Regions from separate parts of the Mus musculus genome. Here region 1 is linked to region 2. A link is a contact called in public HiChIP or PLAC-seq data. All regions are on one chromosome and are shown on one strand. Each heading gives the region's core, a stretch centred on a gene start, on an enhancer-like site or on the middle of the called end of the contact. The rest is flanking DNA. Distances are from core to core; before and after follow the strand shown.

Region 1 (3,180 bases), core at 350-2,849, 110 kb before region 2:
CATTACAGATGTCTGTGAGCCACCGTGTGGCTGCTAGGAATAACTCAGGATGGCTGGAAGAGCAGCCAGTGCTCTTAACCACTGAGCCATCTCTCCAGCCCCATATAAAGCCTTTCTTAATCATTGCTTATCATAGTCATTCGTCCTCAGGCTGACACTTGTATTTGTTTACTGTATTTTTTATTTGATCTTTGGAAAATACTGCCTTATTCTGGAAATTAGTATATCTTGTGTGTGTGAATGTATCTACTATGGTTAAAAAACAGACTTTAGGGGCTGGAGAGATAGTTCAGTGGTTAAGAGCACTGACTGATCTTCCAAAGGACCCAGGTTCAATTCGCAGCACACACATGGCAGTTCATAACTATTTGTAACTCCAAGATCTAACACCCTCACACAGACAGACATACAGGCAAAACACCAGTGCACGCAAGATAAAAATAAAATAAATTATTAAAAAAAGAAAGAAAGAGACTTCAACAGGGTGTAGTGGTGCATGTCTTTAGTTCCAGTAGGTGGATCTCTGTGAGTTCAAGGCTATCCCAGTGTACTTGGTGAGTTCCAGAACAGCCAGAGCTACAGAGTGAGAACCTGTCTCCAAACAAACAAACAAACAAACAAAAATCATAACAACAACAAAAACAAGAAACCAGACTCCCCTATACTAACTACCTGTATAACCTTGCAGTAAACAACTCCATGGTTCAGTTTTCTCACCATAGTTCTGTGCCACAGGGGGTGTGATTAGGATCCACACCGCTCATAGTCTCTTAGCCCTGGTTCCGAGTAAGCACGCAGAGGTCATGTGTCAGGGCTGGGGAGATGGCTCCGGTTAAGCACACGTAACTGCTCGCCTGGAGGACCTAGGCTCACTTCTGAGCCTTCATGGGTGGCTCAGAATTCCCTGCAACTCCAGTTCCAGATGACCTGTGTTCTCTTCTGGCTTTCATGGGTACTGCATTCATATACCACGTACACATAAATAAAACATACAGATACACACATGCACATAAACAAAAATAAATCCATTTTATAAAAGAAGTGTTACCGATTTTAAGCTTAAAAAAAGCTCATTTCCTGTCCTTTTTCTTGTATGCCTCATGAAGTGATTTGACTTTTTTTTTTTTAATAAAATTCCCCTTATCTGATTTGTTTGGGGTTTTTTGGCTTTGGTTTTATATATATATATCAGTCATTTTTTCCTCTCCTAAGACAACAGTTTTGGCAGCACAAAACATCTTTTAGCAGACTGTTAACAACAGCCATAAGCTAACTCCTACCTAAGCACGCGCTGACCTTTTCCTGCCGTGAGCGAGCACAGTTGTGTTCCCCACCTCTTACAGTGCTCTGTGCTCTGCTAATTTGGAATCTAGGAACCTTTTATGGCTCTGCTCCAGATTCTCAACAGCCAGTTAGTGCTTGCAGAGCCTTGTGCTCCCTTCGCCTTGCCATTCCCTTTGCTCCCCACAGTTACCGCCCATTCCAAGATTAAGTGCTTCCTATAAAGCAGCGCGGCGAGCCCAGTCTGCCTCCTACACAAGCCGTGGCTCCCACAGCCCTGCCGCCGCTCTGTTGCTGGAACACCTTTTCATGGCCGCTCCTTGATTCAGCTGCAGCACTAGTGAGTCCCTCCCTGACAGGACTGGGCAGAGGGCGTCGCCTCTAACACAGTATCCATGCAGCCTTGTCGTCCAGCTTCTTCTTTTTTTTTTTTTAAGATTTATTAATTATATATAAGTACACTGTCGCTGTCTTCAGACACACCAGAAAAGGGCGTCAGATGGTCGTGAGCCACCATGTGGTTGCTGGGAATTGAACTCAGGACCTCTGGAAGAGCAGCTATTGCTCTTAACCACTGAGCCATCCCTCCAGCCCCCAAAATCCTACGTCTTAAATTCGTTGTTTTTAATTTTTAAAAATATGCTGCACACGTAAAATTCATTAAGTTCTAACTAAATGAATTTATTTAAAATGGAGCCGGTGAAGCCACATGCTGTTTTAAGGTAGAAATTATTATTTTCCTGAAGGATGAAAGTATAGCCATCCTGTACTAGAATTACAGAATCTGCTTCGAGTGTTCATAGGAAGAAGGCTGGTGACCCTTGAGAAGTGTGCTTAGCAGTCATCGTATGCCCAGCTGCTCACTTAGTGACTGTGTGTTTAGCTCTAATATCTCCTGTACATTTCAAAGACTACTTCTGAAGCAGGCTTCATTATCATCCACCACTGGTGGTCGCGCTTCCTAAACCAGCTTTGTGATCCCTTGATTCCTCCCTAAATATTAATCTACCACTTGCCAACCCAGAATACTCATGCTTACCTGCTTCATGCTTTAGGATGAGAAGTTACACCGGCTGTTTTCAATGTTATAGTATTAAATACAAATAAAGAAGAAGAGTCGCAGACGTCCTGACCCCCGGGAAGCTTTGTATTGCTCTTGCAGCTGCAGATCCCTGGCTTCCCGCTTTTATGTCCTTGCTAAAGTAGGCACCCTGACAGTTTTCTCACTCAGCCATGCTAAGTGCCACTGTGAACCGAGTAGTCGTTATGTCTGTCTGTATCTGCGCTCACCCCAGATCATTAGAGACTGGACATAAGCTGAGCAGCAAGGACATTTGACTCAACCAACAGCTCAGTAATGTCTCACTTTTTAGGATTAATGTCCGTGTTGGCAGAAATAAGACCGAAGAATGACCTGGGGCATCCATTCTGTGAAAACTTGAGGTCGGGAGACTGGATGATCGACTACGTGAGTGGTCGGCTTATTTCAAGATCAGGAAGTATTGCTGAGGTAAGTAGAACGGTGCTCGAGTGCAAACAGTCGAGGGGCATTGAGACTTGGGCTTTATTACCACTGTAGATAAGTCACAGCTTCCTCAGGCCAGTTTCCTTTCTTGATCGTGTTTCAGTTCTAAGGAGTGGTTATCTCTTAATGGATTACTGGCCAGCAAAGTCACATATTTAGATTTAACTCTTCAAATATATCCAGCCTATAAACACACCAAGTTAACTTTCCACATTATTTCTGTAACAGGTTGGTAAATGGCTGCAGGCTATGTTCTTCTACCTGAAGCAGATCCCACGCTACCTCATCCCCTGCTACTTTGACGCTATATTGATTGGTGCATACACCACTCTGCTGGATGTAGCGTGGAAACAGATGTCAAGGTAGAGATGGGC
Region 2 (2,815 bases), core at 297-2,796:
ATGAAAACTGGCTTATTTTCCATTTCTTGTCAGCATGCAAGTAGAAGAAACAGAACATCCAACCAGGTTTATTTTTAACATTTTATTTTGAAATTTACAGAAAAGCTACAGTAACCCTCACATGTGTGCCCCCTGCTTTCTCCTTTACCTTGTCTAATAGTTACTTAGGCCATGTAATAAATAGCCTGATGTTCAGTGGCCTGAAGAATCCACCCACACCCAGGCTGCTCTCAGATTTGTCCTTGAATTCCTGATTCTCCTTCATGCCAGGATCTAGGCATCCACTTCTATGCTGGGTTCACTGATTGTTGGTGATAGAATCCGCAGCCCTATGCTTACAGGAAAAGCACTCCAAAAGAACCAGCTACAGCCCCATCCCAGTAATGTGGCTAAGCTGGGTATTCATAGCTGAAGGTCTCATAAAGTTTGCAGTCAGCTCAAGGCTTGACCAGGCATAGAGGATCTCGTTCCAAGATAATCCACAAAGCTTTGAAGGAGATTTCAGCTCAACGGCAGCACCTCTCCATAGTTCCTCTGGTATTATGGCATAACAATCGGCAACCCCTGACTGGAGTAAATGAAGAGCCTAGCAAAAACATACAGTACCTTTTATGACCTCTCCTCTAAAGTCAGTGCTGTCATTTCTGCTTTGCCCTGTTAAAACAAGGTCATCCATCACTAACCAGGCCACAAGCCAGGAGAGGGAGGGAGCCCCTTCCACTTCTCCCAGGGAGGAATATCACTGAGTTTGGGAACATTTATCTTACTTAGAGCCACCACATCCAGGATCGCTGTTGCCACAGTTTGGTTTGTTTCCAGTTCCCCTTTATCGAACAGTTTGATGGGGGAAAGCATGTGTTGTGCTCGTTCATACCTAGCACTGAAGGTATATTTAAAGGAAAGTTTTCCAACAGTTACCAAAATGAAGACTTTGCTAGACATGGTGGCACATGACTTTGATCACAATATGGGAGGTAGTCAGGGAGATCTCTCAGTTTGAGGCCAGCCTGGTCTACATAATGTGCTGCCTCAAAGTAAATGTCAGTACTGTTAATATCACATTTCATATTCCACCTGTCTGCTCTTTCTACCAGTCTTCTAGTCAAACCAATTTTTAAAAGCCTATAAAGTATGGCATCTAGTTTACACTGGGAGAGAATGTACTGGTACGTGGGGGTATGTAAGCCAGCATGACCTAGCTGGGCATCAGATCAACAGCTAAAACTCCTCTACCTGCTACTGACCATTCCTGGAAAACTTTCCCGTTGTCCCCTTCAATTCTGTTTTGGTGGGGATGCATTTGATGCGGATGCTATTAGCCTGGGACGCCTGAGCATCTGAGAAACTATTTGTCAGATTTGAGTAGGTAAAAACTTTTCGGAACTTGAGTTCATCTGTGAAGGAAAAACTGTTAAAATAGCCATCGCTCAGCGCCTTAGAGGGCAAAAGCTAGGCAGCCAAAGCACCTGGCTCCACCCGCTCCCGCGGCACCTCCCAGTCCTCCGCTATTGCAGGGTTGGAGGGGCGTGCCCGCACTGCGGGGGCGTGGCTGCGTCACGGGGGCGTGGCGAGCGACTCAGCCGATCGCACGATGTGACGCGCCGCCCGAGGCAGGCCGGGCCCTCAAGATGGCGGCGTGCGCCCTGAGCGGCTCGGCCCGGCAGTAGTGGCGGGACCGCACTCGCCGCTGGGGCCGCCCGCCCCCTGAGTGGCTGCTGCAGCGCCGGGAGTCGAGGATGGTAAAATGACCCAGGGGAAGAAAAAGAAACGGGCCGCGAACCGCAGTATCATGCTGGCCAAAAAGATCATCATTAAGGACGGAGGCACGGTGAGTGCTGCTGGTTCCGCGCCGCAGGACGGCCCGGGTGCGGGCCCGGCTCGCTCTTCCCCCCGCTTCCGCCTTCGCTGGGCCGAGAGCGCCCTGCCCTTCCGTGCCGCCGGCGCTGCCGCGGTCTCGGCCTGCGGCCTCCGCGGCCTGGCTCCCCTGGACGCTGCTGGTACCTCCGGCGGGGCACTGCGTCTCGGAGCCTGCGGCCTCGGCCCACGTGCGCCCGGCCTCGGGGAGGAGGCGGCGGCCCCTCCGCAGCCTCGCCAGGCCCAGCGCGGCGCGCGGGGAGGCTGGGCAGCCTTGCGCTCCGTATGCTGTGGCGGGTGGCCGCCGCCGCGGCCCGCTGGGCCAGGGTACGTGCGTTGTCCCATCGCGGTCGCCGGGAGCCGGAGCAGCGGCTTGGAGCTGTTCGGCTACCTTGTCGGGGAGTGGGCTCGTCCCCTCTCCCGGCGTCGGAAGCCTGACCTTCCCTGGGGCCCTCTCCGTTAGAGAAATCTTCACCTTGTGCCTCAAAATAAGTCTTTAGAATTGGTCATGGCGTGAGGATCGGAGACAGATTCTGGCAGGCGGACTGAGGCTAAAAATGTGCCTTTTAGACAGTCGTTACTCGCAGAAAACTTTATGCACTGTGCAGTGTGCTACCAGACGTCGATATAGGATTTGTCATTGGAAAACAAACGTACACTTTTGTTGTGCTGTGTGTTTGTAGCGTTACACTCTGATCTTTGCTGACTCCTTTGGTATCGCGTTCCGAAATAGAATGGAAAAGTAAGATGTGTCTCTGTGGTGAAGTTGCAGACATTGTTTCTTTCCATTTGTTTGTAGTTTAATGGAGCCTTGATCAATGCTAGCAAAGCACTAAATATGTAAGTAGGCCACCGCGGAGGATTTGCTGAAATCAGTTTGAAATAAATGACAACTTTCTTTTGACATTTGAGAACATGGCCTAGTCCAACTGCCATCATTTAGAAAGCTTGGGACATATGG

Evidence for each region. HiChIP or PLAC-seq counts read pairs in DNA pulled down with a chosen protein or histone mark.
Region 1: an H3K27ac HiChIP or PLAC-seq map of embryonic stem cells shows a contact between it and region 2, with 9 read pairs. The contact joins the enhancer-like site here to the promoter of Mfsd14a in region 2. A contact is called at or near these places in 2 of 39 promoter capture datasets (embryonic stem cells and liver), 1 of 15 datasets of contacts at CTCF or cohesin (the NIH/3T3 cell line), 5 of 484 Hi-C or Micro-C datasets (the G1E-ER4 cell line, adipose-derived mesenchymal stem cells, bone marrow-derived macrophages and 1 more), 8 of 115 datasets of contacts at active chromatin or transcription factors (a beta-TC-6 cell line, bone marrow-derived macrophages, embryonic stem cells and 3 more) and 3 of 9 other capture datasets (adipose tissue, liver and pancreatic islet).

The regions. Positions count from the first base shown.
Region 1 is chr3:116,772,375-116,775,554 of GRCm38.p6, reverse strand. It overlaps Agl (amylo-1,6-glucosidase, 4-alpha-glucanotransferase), which reads left to right. Exons shown (of 34, transcript NM_001081326.1): 22 at 2,655-2,791; 23 at 3,035-3,168. Among named protein-coding and RNA genes, the nearest start is that of Agl, 34 kb to the left of the region's middle. Within about 2 kb of position 1,599, at least 7 of the 459 cell types and tissues checked have an H3K27ac peak or open chromatin away from gene starts, as enhancers often do. A contact at or near this core is called in embryonic stem cells, where this site is marked.
Region 2 is chr3:116,661,408-116,664,222 of GRCm38.p6, reverse strand. It overlaps Mfsd14a (major facilitator superfamily domain containing 14A), which reads left to right and starts at 1,546. Exons shown (of 12, transcript NM_008246.2): 1 at 1,546-1,828. The coding sequence starts at 1,745.